Regions from separate parts of the Mus musculus genome. Here region 1 is linked to region 2. The links are chromatin contacts, called in public HiCAR-type maps. All regions are on one chromosome and are shown on one strand. The core of a region is the stretch at or near the end of the contact, and the rest is flanking DNA. Distances in the headings are between cores, read along the strand shown.

The links. HiCAR-type assays count read pairs that join an accessible place to other places.
Region 1: a HiCAR-type map of astrocytes shows a contact between it and region 2, with 2.5 times the contacts expected there. The contact joins the promoter of Ccdc150 here to the promoter of 1700019D03Rik in region 2. A contact is called at or near these places in 1 of 39 promoter capture datasets (cranial neural crest), 1 of 115 datasets of contacts at active chromatin or transcription factors (astrocytes) and 1 of 9 other capture datasets (liver).

Annotation. Positions count from the first base shown.
Region 1 is chr1:54,247,782-54,255,015 of GRCm38.p6, forward strand. It overlaps Ccdc150 (coiled-coil domain containing 150), which reads left to right and starts at 2,902. Exons shown (of 28, transcript NM_030025.2): 1 at 2,902-3,104. The coding sequence starts at 3,048. It overlaps Gm51622 (a long non-coding RNA gene), which reads right to left and starts at 2,832. Exons shown (of 3, transcript XR_003947818.1): 1 at 2,508-2,832. Gm25829 (a small nuclear RNA gene) reads right to left here and starts at 1,427; the gene lies at 1,321-1,427.
Region 2 is chr1:52,949,784-52,956,221 of GRCm38.p6, forward strand. 1700019D03Rik (RIKEN cDNA 1700019D03 gene) reads right to left here and starts at 3,057. Exons shown (of 2, transcript NM_144953.3): 1 at 2,832-3,057.

The DNA.
Region 1 (7,234 bases), core at 1,652-4,151, 1.3 Mb after region 2:
GAGTTTCCCTCTTAGAAATGCTTTCATTGTGTCCCAAAGGTTTGGGTACGTTGTGGCTTCATTTTCATTAAACTCTAAAAAGTCTTTAATTTCTTTCTTTATTCCTTCCTTGACCAAGGTATCATTGAGAAGAGTGTTGTTCAGTTTCCACGTGAGTGTAGGCTTTCTGTTATTTTTTTTGTTATTGAAGATCAGCCTTAGTGCATGGTGGTCTGATAGGATACATGGGACAATTTCAATGTTTTTGAATCTGTTGAGGCCTGTTTTGTGACCTATTATGTGGTCAATTTTGGAGAAGGTACCATGAGGTGCTGAGAAGAAGGTATATCCTTTTGTTTTAGGATAAAATGTTCTGTAGATATCTGTCAGATCTATTTGTTTCATCACTTCTGTTAGTTTCAGTGTGTCCCTGTTTAGTTTCTGTTTCCATGATCTGTCCATTGGTGAAAGTGGTGTGTTGAAGTCTCCCACTATTATTGTGTGAGGTGCAATGTGTGCTTTGAGCTTTACTAAAGTTTCTTTAATGAATGTGGCTGCCCTTGTATTTGGAGCATAGATATTCAGAATTGAGAGTTGCTCTTGGAGGATTTTACCTTTGATGAGAACGAAGTGCCCCTTTTTGTCTTTTTTGATGACTTTGGGTTGGAAGTCAATCTTATCAGATATTAGGATGGCTACTCCAGCTTGTTTCTTCATACTATTTGCTTGGAAAATTGTTTTCCAGCCTTTTATTCTGAGGTAGTGTCTATCTTTTTCTCTGAGATGTGTCTCCTGTAAGCAGCAAAATGTTGGGTCTTGTTTGTGTAGCCAGTTTGTTAGTCTATGTCTTTTTATTGGGGAGTTGAGACCATTGATGTTAAGAGATATTAAGGAAAAGTAATTGTTTCTTCCTGTTATTTTTGTTGTTAAAGTTGGCATTCTGTTCTTGTGGCTGTCTTCTTTTAGGTTTGTTGAGGAATTACCTTCCACCTTGTTTTTTCTAGGGCGTTGTTCCCGTTCTTGTATTGGTTTTTTTCTGTTATTATCCTTTGAAGGGCTGGATTCGTGGAGAGATAATGTGTGAATTTGGTTTTGTTGTGGAATACTTTGGTTTCTCCATCTATGGTAATTGAGAGTTTGGCTGAGTATAGTAGCCTGGGCTGGAATTTGTGTTCTCTTAGTGTCTGTATAACATCTGCCCAGGCTCTTCTGGCTTTCATAGTCTCTGGTGAAAAATCTGGTGTAATTCTGATAGGCTTGCCTTTATATGTTACTTGACCTTTTCCCCTTACTGCTTTTAGTATTCTATCTTTATTTAGTGCATTTGTTGTTCTGATTATTAAAAATATGGAACGCTTCACGAATTTGCGTGTCATCCTTGCGCAGGGGCCATGCTAATCTTCTCTGTATCGTTCCAATTTTAGTATATGTGCTGCCGAAGCGAGCACAAGTCAACATTTTAAAATTAGTTGAAAATTTGGAGGGAGATCAAAAAAAATAAAGTGTGTCTAGTCTCTTCAAAGACAACATTAGAAGCAGAGTATGGCAATATATGTTTGAAACTATCATTCAGGAGGTTGAAACAGGAGAATTTTCTTGAGTTCAAGGCCAACCTAGACTATATTAACATGACTCTCAAAAAGTAAAAACCCAACAAACAAATAAACAAAAATATCCACCCAAACCAACCACAAAATTAGATGTTGAATGTGATGAATTTTCAATTAAAGAGAAACCGAATCTCTAGCTGATAAATTTATTATCAATATTGAAAATTTTAAATCCATTTCTCCAACTTTGCAATTGTTTGACCTAAATTCTTACTTGCCAGGTGATGGACACAAGAAGTGAAAGGCACCGACTTAATTCAGTTTAACTCTCTGACTACTGCCTAATCGGGAGACGTGAGCTTGTGAATTTTCTCATCTCACCAAAGCCTGAGGCTTTTCTGGGGAGTGCATACATGTGTCCTTCATCTGTTCTACAGAAAAATCTTGTTGAATGGAAGTGAAATCATATATACACTGAAAATTACCAGCTTTTTTTTTTTTTTTTTTTTTTTTTGCACTAATGCGTTTTCATTTTTATGTTTAAAGTTGTTTTTGAACAAAGGCATTTCTTTTCATGGGTCATTCACAGTCTTATGAATGTCTTAACAGCTGTGGCTCAATGGGCAGGTATCCTCCCCCCTGCTCAGGAGGCCCCAGTCACCAAAAGAATCAGAATAGCATTTCTGTCAAGACACCTGCGAAGTGACAACTCTCAGACTCAACTCTCAGACTAGGTTTATCAGGTTTATTCCCTCAGCCAGAAGGAAGAGCTTTGATTGCCCTGTGTGGGGTACCAATCATTTGGTCCTGTGTCCTGAAACTCAGGTGAAGTTGAATACCACGTTCTTAACTATAGGAGGGTTTTCACGAAGTGTAAACACTTTTAAGGCAAAACTGAAAAACATGACACCTTTTTTCTCCTTCCCCGGCTTTTCCCTTCTTTCCCTTCCTTCCTCCCTTTCCACCGGCTTCGTTTACCTGTCAACAAGGAATCAAAATCTACGCTGAAGAGACAGAAGACTAGAGAGTAGCGTCTGCGTGGCTTACTCTCTACCTGATCGTTATGAAAGAGGACCGAGTGGATTCTTTTGACAAGAACGAGCTGATTTTTTTTACATTCTTGTGTTCATTAACAAAATATTTGTTAGTTTCTCATAGTTCATACGTTATTTGGTCCTCTGGTTCTCCAACAACTGAAAACATCTGATCTTGGCCTCTTCTTGCTTCCTGCAGGGTGCGCCTAGTAATTAGGGCAAAGCCGACCCAATCGAGGAGAGGGCAGCAACTACGTTTCCCAGCGTGCTCTGCTGGAAACACAATGGAGTTTGGCGTCATCCGGGTCACGTGGTCTCGCGTTTCCCGGAGCACTGAGGGATTCCGGCCAGGGTCCCTCCCCAAGTGGAGGGCCCTGCTGGGCCGGGAAAACTACACTTCCCGGCATGCCTCACCTCGGGTGCGCCTGCGTGCCGGAGCAACCCTGCTGGCGAGCGGGTTGGTTTAAAGAGCTGTTTTAGTTCCATGGAAACAAACTTGCTGCCTGGAGGACCGAGCTACGGGCTGTTGGATGAATCAGGGGTGAGGCTGCCGGGCCCACACAGGAAACTGAGGTGGGCGGCTTAGGGGGAGAGACCACGCCTCAGAACAAGGTTCCTTTCCCTCCCAGCCCGAGTCCAGTCCGGCCCTGGAGACCTCTAGAGCCTCGGTTTACCTTGCTTCAGCACCCTGCCTGGCTGTGAAAACAAGCCAGGTTAAGTTGGCCTTGGTTGGACCACAGCTGCAGAAGGGTGGCCAGCCGCTGAGACCTCTACTTTAGTTGCTGTTCCCCATTTAGGTATACAGTTAGTTGAAGGTTCCTGGCGAAGGCTTTTTCAACATTAAGGCATGGTTTTCTGCCACTTGTTATCCTCCCTGGTTTGCTTCCTGGACGTGAGGCGTCTCCATTTGTATTTGTACACTGTTTCTTGCTTGAGCGGAGATAGATGTTTGTTAAGTATTGTCGTGTTTGGCACCCACAACAGCCAAGATACTATGCTAGGCTCAACAACACCAACAAAAGGATTGTAACCCTACGTGAATCAACGTGGGTCAAACACAGATTCTTGGGGTTTTGTTGGTTGGTTGGTTGGTTGGTTTGTGGACTTCCCCCGTGCTAGGGAATTATACACAGGGACAAATAAAGGGCTATTTTAAACTAGCTGCTTTCCAGGCACCATTTGGGACATAACACACACCCGTTTCCTTCCTCCGACAGAAATTGCATGCTCCGCGACAGTAAGATCCATTCTGATGCTGACAGCAGATATCTAGAAACCCTTTAGAGACATGAATACAAATGTGGTGTCTCTCAGTCTATGCTACAAATGCCATAGTACGATTAATGCCAATAACCCCTTTTGCACACGACTTGGTCCATGGTTTGATGAAGACAAGCAGGCACTTCACCTGCATAGGACTAAATTCTATTTTGTCATCTGAAGAGAGAGAACTGAAGCCAGAAGGTAGAAAGGAACATACAAGACCTAAGATGGGAGGAACCTGGGTTATTGCACAGCGGAGTGCCTGCCAAGACCATTTGGTAGTGTGTGCCTGTAATTCTAGCCTTGGGAGGTAGAGACCTGAGGAGAAGTTTAAAGTCATCCTCACATCGAGTTTGAGGGAAGCTTGAGCTACACAAGACCCTGCCTCAAACCTAAAATAAGTAAATAAATAAACCGTAATGAGATGCATTTATGTATTCCTTCCTTAGCAGACCCTTCCTGGTAAGCTTGTGTGTTTTTTGAGATCCCAGAAAGGCAGCTTTTTTCTTTTGCTGCCTCCTTTCTCCCTTTTTCTGGTTCTGACACCAGCCAAAAATTTGCCCTTAACACTGGTCTCTGGAGAGGCCTTACTCCAGCGACCTGGGTAACTCCTCGTGCACTCCCGTGGACAGGCTTGTCTTCTGTCTTTACTTTTTGACTCAGAAGCATAGCTTTCTCATTCTCCCTTTCCCTCCCCTGACCTCCCCCCCCCCCCATTTTTTTCCCTCTTCCCTTTTCTTCCTTTCTCTTCCCCTCTGTGTGTGTGTGTGTGCACTCGTATGCATAGGTGTATATGTCTTTGTGTCTATTTGTTTGCGTCTACATGCAGGTCTTTCCTGAACACTCCTTACATTATTTTGAGATAGGACCTCTCACTAAGCCTGGAGCTTACCAATTTGGCCTGCATAAGCTATGGCATCATGAAACCACCAAACTGGGCCATTTTGTGGCATTTTTTTTTCCACATAAATGACCATTTTTCAGAAAGCGATTTACAGATTCAATGAAATCCCAACCAAAACCCTCATCTCACTCTTCAGAGAAATAGAAGAAAAAAAAAAAACTATTCTAAAACTCATATGGACTCACAAATGATCCCAGAGAACCCAAACAATCCTAAGCAAAAGAGAACATTGCTGGAGGGTAACAGTTCCAGATGTTAAGATTCATCACATAGCTGTGGTAATAAAAACAACATGTATGGTACTGGTATAAAAACTGACACAGAGGAACCAAACATGAGTACACAGCATTTCAGGCGCTTAGTATTTTACAAAGATGCTAAAAGCAAATGCTGGTGAAAAGCAACATCTTCATCTTCAGCAAATAGTGCAAGCATGAAGTTAAACCTGGGCCTATCACCATCAGTCCTGGGAACTGGACTCAGGTCCTCCAGAGGGGCACCCAGTGCTCTTAACTGCTCAGTCATCTATTTGTCACCCAGACAATATACTATTTCTTGAGATGCCTACAATTGTGATGGTCATTTAAATTTGTGTGTGTGTGTGTGTATGTGTGTGTGTATAGACATATATATGTATATACATATGTATATTACACTTTTGTGTTTATATTCATAGATGTTCTAGCTTGGTTTTGTTTTGTTTTTGTCTACTTGACACTATAGTCATCTGAGAGGAGGGAACCTCAATTGAAAAAAATGCCTCCATAAGATCAGGCAGTAGGTAAGCCTGTCCATCATTTTCTTAATTCATGGTTAATGTGGAAGGGCCCAGCCCATGGTGGGTGGGACTGTCCTGCTTAGTCATCCTGGGCTCTATAACCAGGATGAGCAAGCCATGATGAACAAGCCAGTAAACAGCACCCCTCATGGCCTCTGCATCAGCTCCTGCCTCCAGGTTCCTGCCCTGCTTAAGTTCCTGCTCTCATGGCTTTCAGTATGAACTGTTACATAAAAGTGTGAACAGGAATAAACCTCTCCCTCCCCACATTGCTTCTGGTCATGGTATTTTGATGCAATGATAGCAATCCTAACTAAGACAACAGCGTTAAAAATTGTGACAATAAAATGAATGGAAGTAAAATTTACTCCACAATTATCAAATAATTCTGTGTTTAGGGGTAATATGTCTAAAAGACATTCTAGGCCAGTAACTTCCAGGAAACACACACACCCCAATATCACAAGCAATGTATTAGCATTTGAAAAGGGAACTCTTACTTCTGTGGACATATAGACTCCATTCCTACACTGAATAATAGCTATATCCATTTACTACCAGTTTAAATGAAAGATATCAGCTGGTGTTATCTATCATAACCAACAGAAAGTGGTTTTGTTAAAACCAAGTAATTGCCTCACATATCTAACAACTATTTTCTGAATGTTCATTGCCAATGAGATCTGCTATAAGCACAAGAGAGGACACGGGGACCAGACAAAACTCCCTGACCCTATGGAGCTTGTCTGTCAGCTGAACAAAGACGGGATGGAAATGAGAGCAACTTACGCAGGCCGTGAACGCCATGTGAACACCACTGTAACAGTTCTGGTTTTCCCAAGTGACCAATCACAGCATCAGAGATTGCTGTGACATAACTTTAACTTCATCAGGCTGGCTACCCTATCCCAGATGATACAAGCACAGGGGTAAAAGTAGGAGGACCAGTTTGGAGGCTATTTGATAATCTAGACAAAAGCCTCTGCAGCTGCCTGGAAGCAGGTAATAGGTGGAATAGTCACACATGATCAGATCCAGACAATGTTTCTGCTTTGCTGGTGGGTTAGATATGAGCAATAACAAAAGAAGCAGCCAACTTTATCTAGCAGTTTATTCCCTCAATATATACAAATTATATATTTTGGGTTGTCTTTCCTGTGTGTGTGTCTTTATCTCTTAACAGGTTTAAAGTTTTCATTATATAGATTCTTCCCTTCTGTTTTAGTTAGAGTTTTATTGCTGTGAAGAGAGATACTATGACCATGGCAATTCTCATAAAGGAAAACATTTAGTTGGGGTCTGTCTTACAGTTTCATGATGCCCATTATCATGGGAGGAAGCATGGTAGCATCTAGGCAGACATGGTTCTGGGAGATAGAGCTTAGACTTCTACCTCTTGATCTGCAGGCAACAGAAGGAGACTGTGTGCCACACTTGGCCTAACTAGAGCAGAGGAGACCTCAAAGCCTGCCCCCATAGTGACACACTTCCTCCCACAAGACCACACCTGCCTCAACAAAGCCACACGTCTTTGAAGTGCCACTTCCTATGGGCCAGGCATTAAAACACATGAATCTATGGGGTCATACGGATTCAAATCACTACAACTTCCTTGGTTAGGTTTATTCCTACATACAGTATTTTCTTTGAGTACATTGTGAATGAGAATGTATGTTGGTGCTACATAGAAAAGCTATTTATTTATGGAAGTTGATTCTGTGTTCTA
Region 2 (6,438 bases), core at 1,807-4,306:
CTGAACACTGAAAAGCGAACATTATTCTTCTTTGGAGACACAAGAGAACTCAGGATTCAAATGTACTTGGACTCCAGGTCAGAGACCAAGAACTCAGAAAAAAATCTTAAACCTTGACTAGAAATACTTGATATTTCTTTTAAGAAGTTAGCATATCTGTTGCTGCCTGTGGCTAATGGTTCAGTATTTCAGGGGAGGGAAGGTTCCCTGAAACATGTTTAAAAGCACTGGCTTCCCCACTCCTCCTTGGAGCTGGCCTGTTCCAGCATCCATGTCCACCCGCGTCTTTTAGTGTTAGAGAAAGCAAGCAGCTGTGTGCCAGCCTTGTAAGCTTCAGCTGGAAAGGATGGAAGAGGAGAGAGAACTGAGGAACCAGCTGAAGACAGACTGCTTGTGCCTCCCCATTCCAGTCACTCAGACTCCAGCATTCCAAGAAAACCTGGGGTTGTGTGCACAAGAATATCCAGAGAATCTCCCGAAATCCTATGAGAAGAAGGTTTCAAGAAGCTGCAGTTGCTCACATAACTTTGCCCAATGTTAGTCTCTAATACAAAATCCTGGAGGAAGCCGTGGTGGCGCATGCCTTTAATCCCAGCACTTGGGAGGCAGAGGCAGGCGGATTTCTGAGTTCGAGGCCAGCCTGGTCTACAAAGTGAGTTCCAGGACAGCCAGGGCTACACAGAGAAACCCTGTCTCGAAAAATCAAAAAAAAAAAAAAAAAAAACCCCAACCCCAACCCCCCCCCCCAAAAAAAAAACCAACAGGAGAAAGTGAATTAGAATTCCTAAGCTTTATAGACCAGTTTGATATCAATCTCTGGTAAAATTAAAGACTTGAGCAGGCAACACTTGGGCAGGGGTAGTGGTCTGTATTTCTAGAATTGGAAGTGATTGGTTACTCTGGTCAATCACAGGTAAAACTTAAGAGTCTGTTTGTTTTTAGCAAGGCACTTGATTAAACTTCCCTTTCATGAAACCTTTTCAAAAAGTCCAGTCTATGAACTAGAACAGTGTAAGTGTAGAATTTATCCGGCTCACTAATTCGAGCAATATCTGCTAGAGACCAACTAGATCTCCGGCCACTCTTGTGATTGGCTTTTTCAGTACTTTGAATTTCAGCACTCACCCTGAAAGTGGATGGCATTAACCTCATTTTTGGAAAAGGAATAATAAGTACCAGACTTCAAAATCCTGGAACCATCTCTGCTGTGCCACCGGCTTCTAACTGTGCAACCTTCAACATAAAAGCCTGCCCTGTGCATTGCATTGACTTGAACTTCAAGCAAATTCCTCAGATGTGTAGAATTGACACAATGAATGTCAGAATCAAAGCTGGGATGGATGCATTAAAGTGGAAGTTAGAGGTTTAAAGTAATATAAACCAAGAGAGAAAGCGTTCCCCCTCAAAACCACCAAGCTGCACAGATTAAAGAGGAAGAAAGTCAGCTTGACAACAACAGGGACGTATGAGTTTTTAGTCAAGCTCAGAGTATTTGCTTGATGGTTTCAGGATAAGCTGATGTGTTTAACTCGAGTTTGGTTACTCATTAAAGAAAAGTAAAACATTCTGTCTCCCGAGCACCTGTATGCACTGTGTGGGTTAACAGTTTCATCCTTACAGCAGCCAGCTAAAGCAGACAGAAACTCTATCACCACACATCTTTCCTTTCTCTACTGTCTTCTCTGCTTTCTTTCTTTTTCTTTTCTTTACTTTTTTTTAGGGAGTGAGCTCCAAATTTAAAGTTTTAGACTTTCTTTTCAAAGAGAAGTAGACATCCTGAATGTAATCTTGGAAGTTGAAAGGTTGTTGGCTGGGGCAGGACTGAGGAGACACAAGCAGAAGTCAGCTCAGTGTAAACACGGCTTTTCTGACAGGAGCAGGATATAACTCCAAACACTGAGTTCCTCACACTGAAGTGGCCAATCAGAACCTGGCTTCTGGCAGCAGTGCTGTGTGGACAGCATACTGAAATTGCCTGAGGGCAGACCACAGTTTAAAGTACCCTTATTATCTCATAATGTACCTACAGTTATTTTTCTTACACAGCAAAAAGAAAAAAAGAAAGAAAAGAGTAAATATGAAGTTACTATTTTTCCCAGAACCTTTCTGCTATACTTAATACCATTTCCCATCCATACATACAAGATAGCTGTGTCAGGAAATAAAACCCCTTTCAAAGGAAAAACGGATTTTCTTGACTCGTGCTTAGCTATATTATCCCCCTGAAATTTTGCCAAAAATCTCCATCTCATATATACGGGCAGTGACGGATCTTTAAAAAGAGGTGGACAGTTTACCCACTAGTTTATGTTGTTTTGTTACCTTCAGTAAAAGATGGGGGAGGGGTCAAAACAGCAATAGAAGAGAAACGACTGGACTGCGTCTGGAGCTTTCTCTGGTAGCTGGGCTCCCACTGTCTATTCTTTCATTTCTCTTTCATTTGCATCATTTCCCCTCAGGATTCAGCCTCCCACAGCTTCCAAGAGTACAGACACTCTGCTAATCATGTGCCACTCAGCACAAGCCTGACAGCTTGACTTGTGCATGTAGTGTCCTTACCGGAAAACCTCCATTCATTCTTCAGGTGGGGAGGAGGATGAACCTGCATCTTGCAATGAGCAATGAAATACTTTAGTTTGTGGGCTCGGAACAAGATCAGAAGATGGAGCTAAAGGCTCAATTAAGGAACCTAGGATGTGAGGTTGTGTCCAGGACAGCTGGCTGTGAAATGTTAGATAAAATTAACTACTGCAACTCCGGCTTTCCTGGGTTGGAAAGTCAAAAGGTCACAGCATCGGAGCAGGACACCCACCTTCCAGATGTTCACTTACCCTACACTGCAGCGGGCCAGCTGCACCGCCATCGCAAGTCTGCGCGGCCTCGGCCGAGGAGGCGCGGGCGCTTGGCTGTTCTCATGCCCCTGGCCGCAGCCCGGGCTCCCAGGGTGGGTGCTGCCCCCCAGGGCGGGGCCTCAGGAAGGGAGCCGAAGCCTGAAAAGGTGCGGCATGGCCGGGCAGCAGAGACAACGTCTCCCCTGGAGTAGGGCGGACGTCCTTCGGCAGTGGTCCCGGCTCCTCCCCCTGCACCCCTCCTAATCCACCCCCCTCCTCCCAGAACTGCTCACGAGTTCGCGGCTCGCTCCCTGAAAGTGGAGCCAAGGGACCCGCGGCTACGGAGCACAACCCTCAGTGTTGGCACCGCCAGGGGCTACCCCTGCCCAACAGCATTGGGTTCCAAGCACAACCAAAGGGATCCGAAGTGCTGGGCCACAGCTCGCACTCCCACCCGGCAACCTATTCACACACGGCTCCACCTCCCCAGCAAGATCCAGACCACCAAGTATGAAAGCTAAGTGAGCTTGTATCTCCCTCTCCTGCCCCACATCCCCAGAGCCACCTGGACTGAGACATCACCTGATCTCTGTCCACGTGGGAGCAGGCGCGGCTCGTCCGGTGCTGCAGCGTGGCGCCAGCCCCGCAGGTGATCTCCTGTCACCTGCCCCGGGGCCCTCCCCTGAAGGCTGCGCTGCTCCAGTGCCAGTTTAGCAGTCAAACCTGTTTTGATCCCAACGCCACGCCTCGCAGCTCTACCCTAAGACACCACCAGACCTAAGTACTTTGCCCCAGTGCACTCGGAAGTGCACCAAGCACTTCTAAATTTAAAAATGCGTCCAGTATTGCACTTTTCTATCCCCGAGTACCCAAATATCGAAACGCTTGTTTCTCAAAACAAAACATCAAGAAAGATCATATTCTTACCCTTTAAGGAAACAAGCGCCTCAAAACATAGCCATTATTCAGTTAGACCTCATTCCATGAGATGCCTGCATCTGTCTGTGTGATTCCCATCGTCAGTAACCGCCCCAAGAGAATGACAAAAGAACCATTATTCCATCCTGTCCTACAATGGATTGTCAATGCAAAATTCATGCCCCAAGGGACCTCAGCAGAACTCTCTCAGTTCCTTGCTTTACAGATGCAGATGCTTAGGCTGAGCCCAGCCTTAGGATTGGGGGGAGGGGGGGGCGGGGATGCAGAGATGAGTGGATTCCTGAGAACCCACAGCCAAAGGGGCAACCTTCAGGTTTCATGAAGGACCCTGACTCAAGTAAATTAGGTCCAGAGCAGTTGAAGATGCTACCCAAGGGCACACACACACACACACACACACACACACACACTTCAGCACTTTCCTCTCTCCCCACTCCTAAAGAAAAGCCTGAAGCCTATAGGCTAACATAAACAGGGCCTTTTGGAGGTCCATTTCAGTAAAAAATTAACTCAGAGAGCAAAGGATCTAAGAAGTCCCTCCAGACCTAGCTCAGCTTTAAGTGAATCCAGCATTTTAGTTTAGTTCTGTGCAAATCAGCTAAGGTAACTTTGACCTGAAAATATTGTGCCTCAAACATATCAATTTTTTCATTTAGTGTGATTAATGGCACCAGACAAACAGAATATGAATATTAAATTGATTTGTTTGATAAGCAACTATTGCAGTGTACAAAGTTGATTATATCTAAATGGAGCATGCATTCACATACATTTCAAGCACACTGTGCTAAATAATTATGATTAAATGCAATGTTATTTGCTTGCTTTTATCTTTCTCAGTTCAGTCAACCGATGTTGCTATTATTTTAAGTGATCTCTAGCCCAATCCTGAGTGACAAGTGTTAGGCCTTGATGGGCTCTGGGAGAGAAGAAATTTGTAGCTATCCATCCTAGTTAGCAGGGCAGAGAAGAAAATGTTAGTCTCTGGCTTCCGTCATAATGGAACTCCAGACACAAGCATATTACTTTCTTTATGTGAGTGTGTGTTGGAGAGTATGTGTGTGTACATGCCTGTGTGTGTGGGTGTGTGCCCGTGACTGCAGGTGGAGGCCAAAAGTCCATGTCAGATGTTTTATTCTATTACTCTCCTCCTATTGTGACAAAGGGTCTTTCACTGAACCTGGGGCTGGTGAATGTGGCTAGACTGACTTGCCAGCAAGCCCCTGGGCTTCTGACTTCCTCTTCCCAGCACTGAGGTACAGGCACACTGTGACACCTGGGGTTTTACATGGGTGCTCAGGATCTCAATTCTAGTGTCCTATTTGCACAGCAAGCACTTTAGCCACTGGACTATCTCCCTAGCCCCAAGTGTAAGCTAATTCTGCTCTATTCGAGGTCACACTGGATCATCTTTATGAGGAGTCATCTACTCTTAACCTTTGGTCTAAGAAAGAAGCTGACACCAGAGGAGAAAGGTCTGGCACCATACTGTGATTGTCAGATCCAGGCCTGACCCTCCTCTCCTCTCCATGGATGGTCAAGAGTTTGTCTTAGAGACTGCACCAGTGTCGGGCTACCCTGATGGATGCACAATGGGCTGAGGATGGGAGACAATCCTCAGGTTCCCCAGCATTGCACACAGCCAGTCTTCTTGGTATACCCCTCTCCCCTCCCTCCTCACATCCAGAAGCCGGATTCCAAGCCAGTGGTGACTTTTCTCTGGAGATTGGAGGTTGGTTTTGATCGATATGAATGGAAAGGAGTTGGATAGAAGGCTACTGCAGAGAATCTGGCGCCCTCTGCCGATGGGGCTTGAGGATATTCAGGCTAAAATGGTCTCTGCAGTCATGGACTTTTCTTACATGTGCCAGGATTTTATTCAGATTTGACAGAGAGCTCCAGATACCTGTCTGTGAGTAGGTGAAAGACACACGTTTTTCAGACCCAGACCTGGGTTTTGAAATGGAAAGATTTACAATACAGGAAATTGTAATACATGTTGATCCTTTAAAAATACTTGTTTTATGTGTATAGATGTTTTGCCTGTATGTATTTCTGTGCATCTAGACATAAGTCTGGTACCTAGAAGAGAGTCAGATCCCCTGAGATTAGAGTTACAGACAGTTGTGAGCTGCCGTAGAACTGGAGTCTCTGCGAGAACAGTCTGTGCTCTTAACTGCTGAGACTTCTCACCAGCCACACATGTTGATTCTTGAACATGTTCTGTAGTCCAAGCAAGCAAGACACCTAAGAATGCTTCTTTGTGAAGAGCTCTTTGAGTATGAAAATAGCATCCAACTTTCTTCCTGCAAACTTACACAGCCTTCCCACTCCTCCCAGCTGACCCTGTGCCTAAGAAGGCTTTGAAGCTCAGTGCCAACCTCAATCATACTGCTGTGAGAAAGTTCTTTTCTAATAGTTCACCAAATCAAAGGCCAAAACAACACCTCACAAGGGCCCAGGTGTGTGTGTGCGTATGTGTGTTTGCACGTGTGTGTGCACTCTCACACACACACCCCTGTGTATTCGTGAAATGTGGATATGAGACAATGGTAAATCTTGAAGTGATCATTGTTGCCACATTTATTATTTATATGTCACACTGTATTACACGTTTTATATTTTTCTTGAGGTTATATGTGCTTTTAAGTGTGATTCAATTTCCATT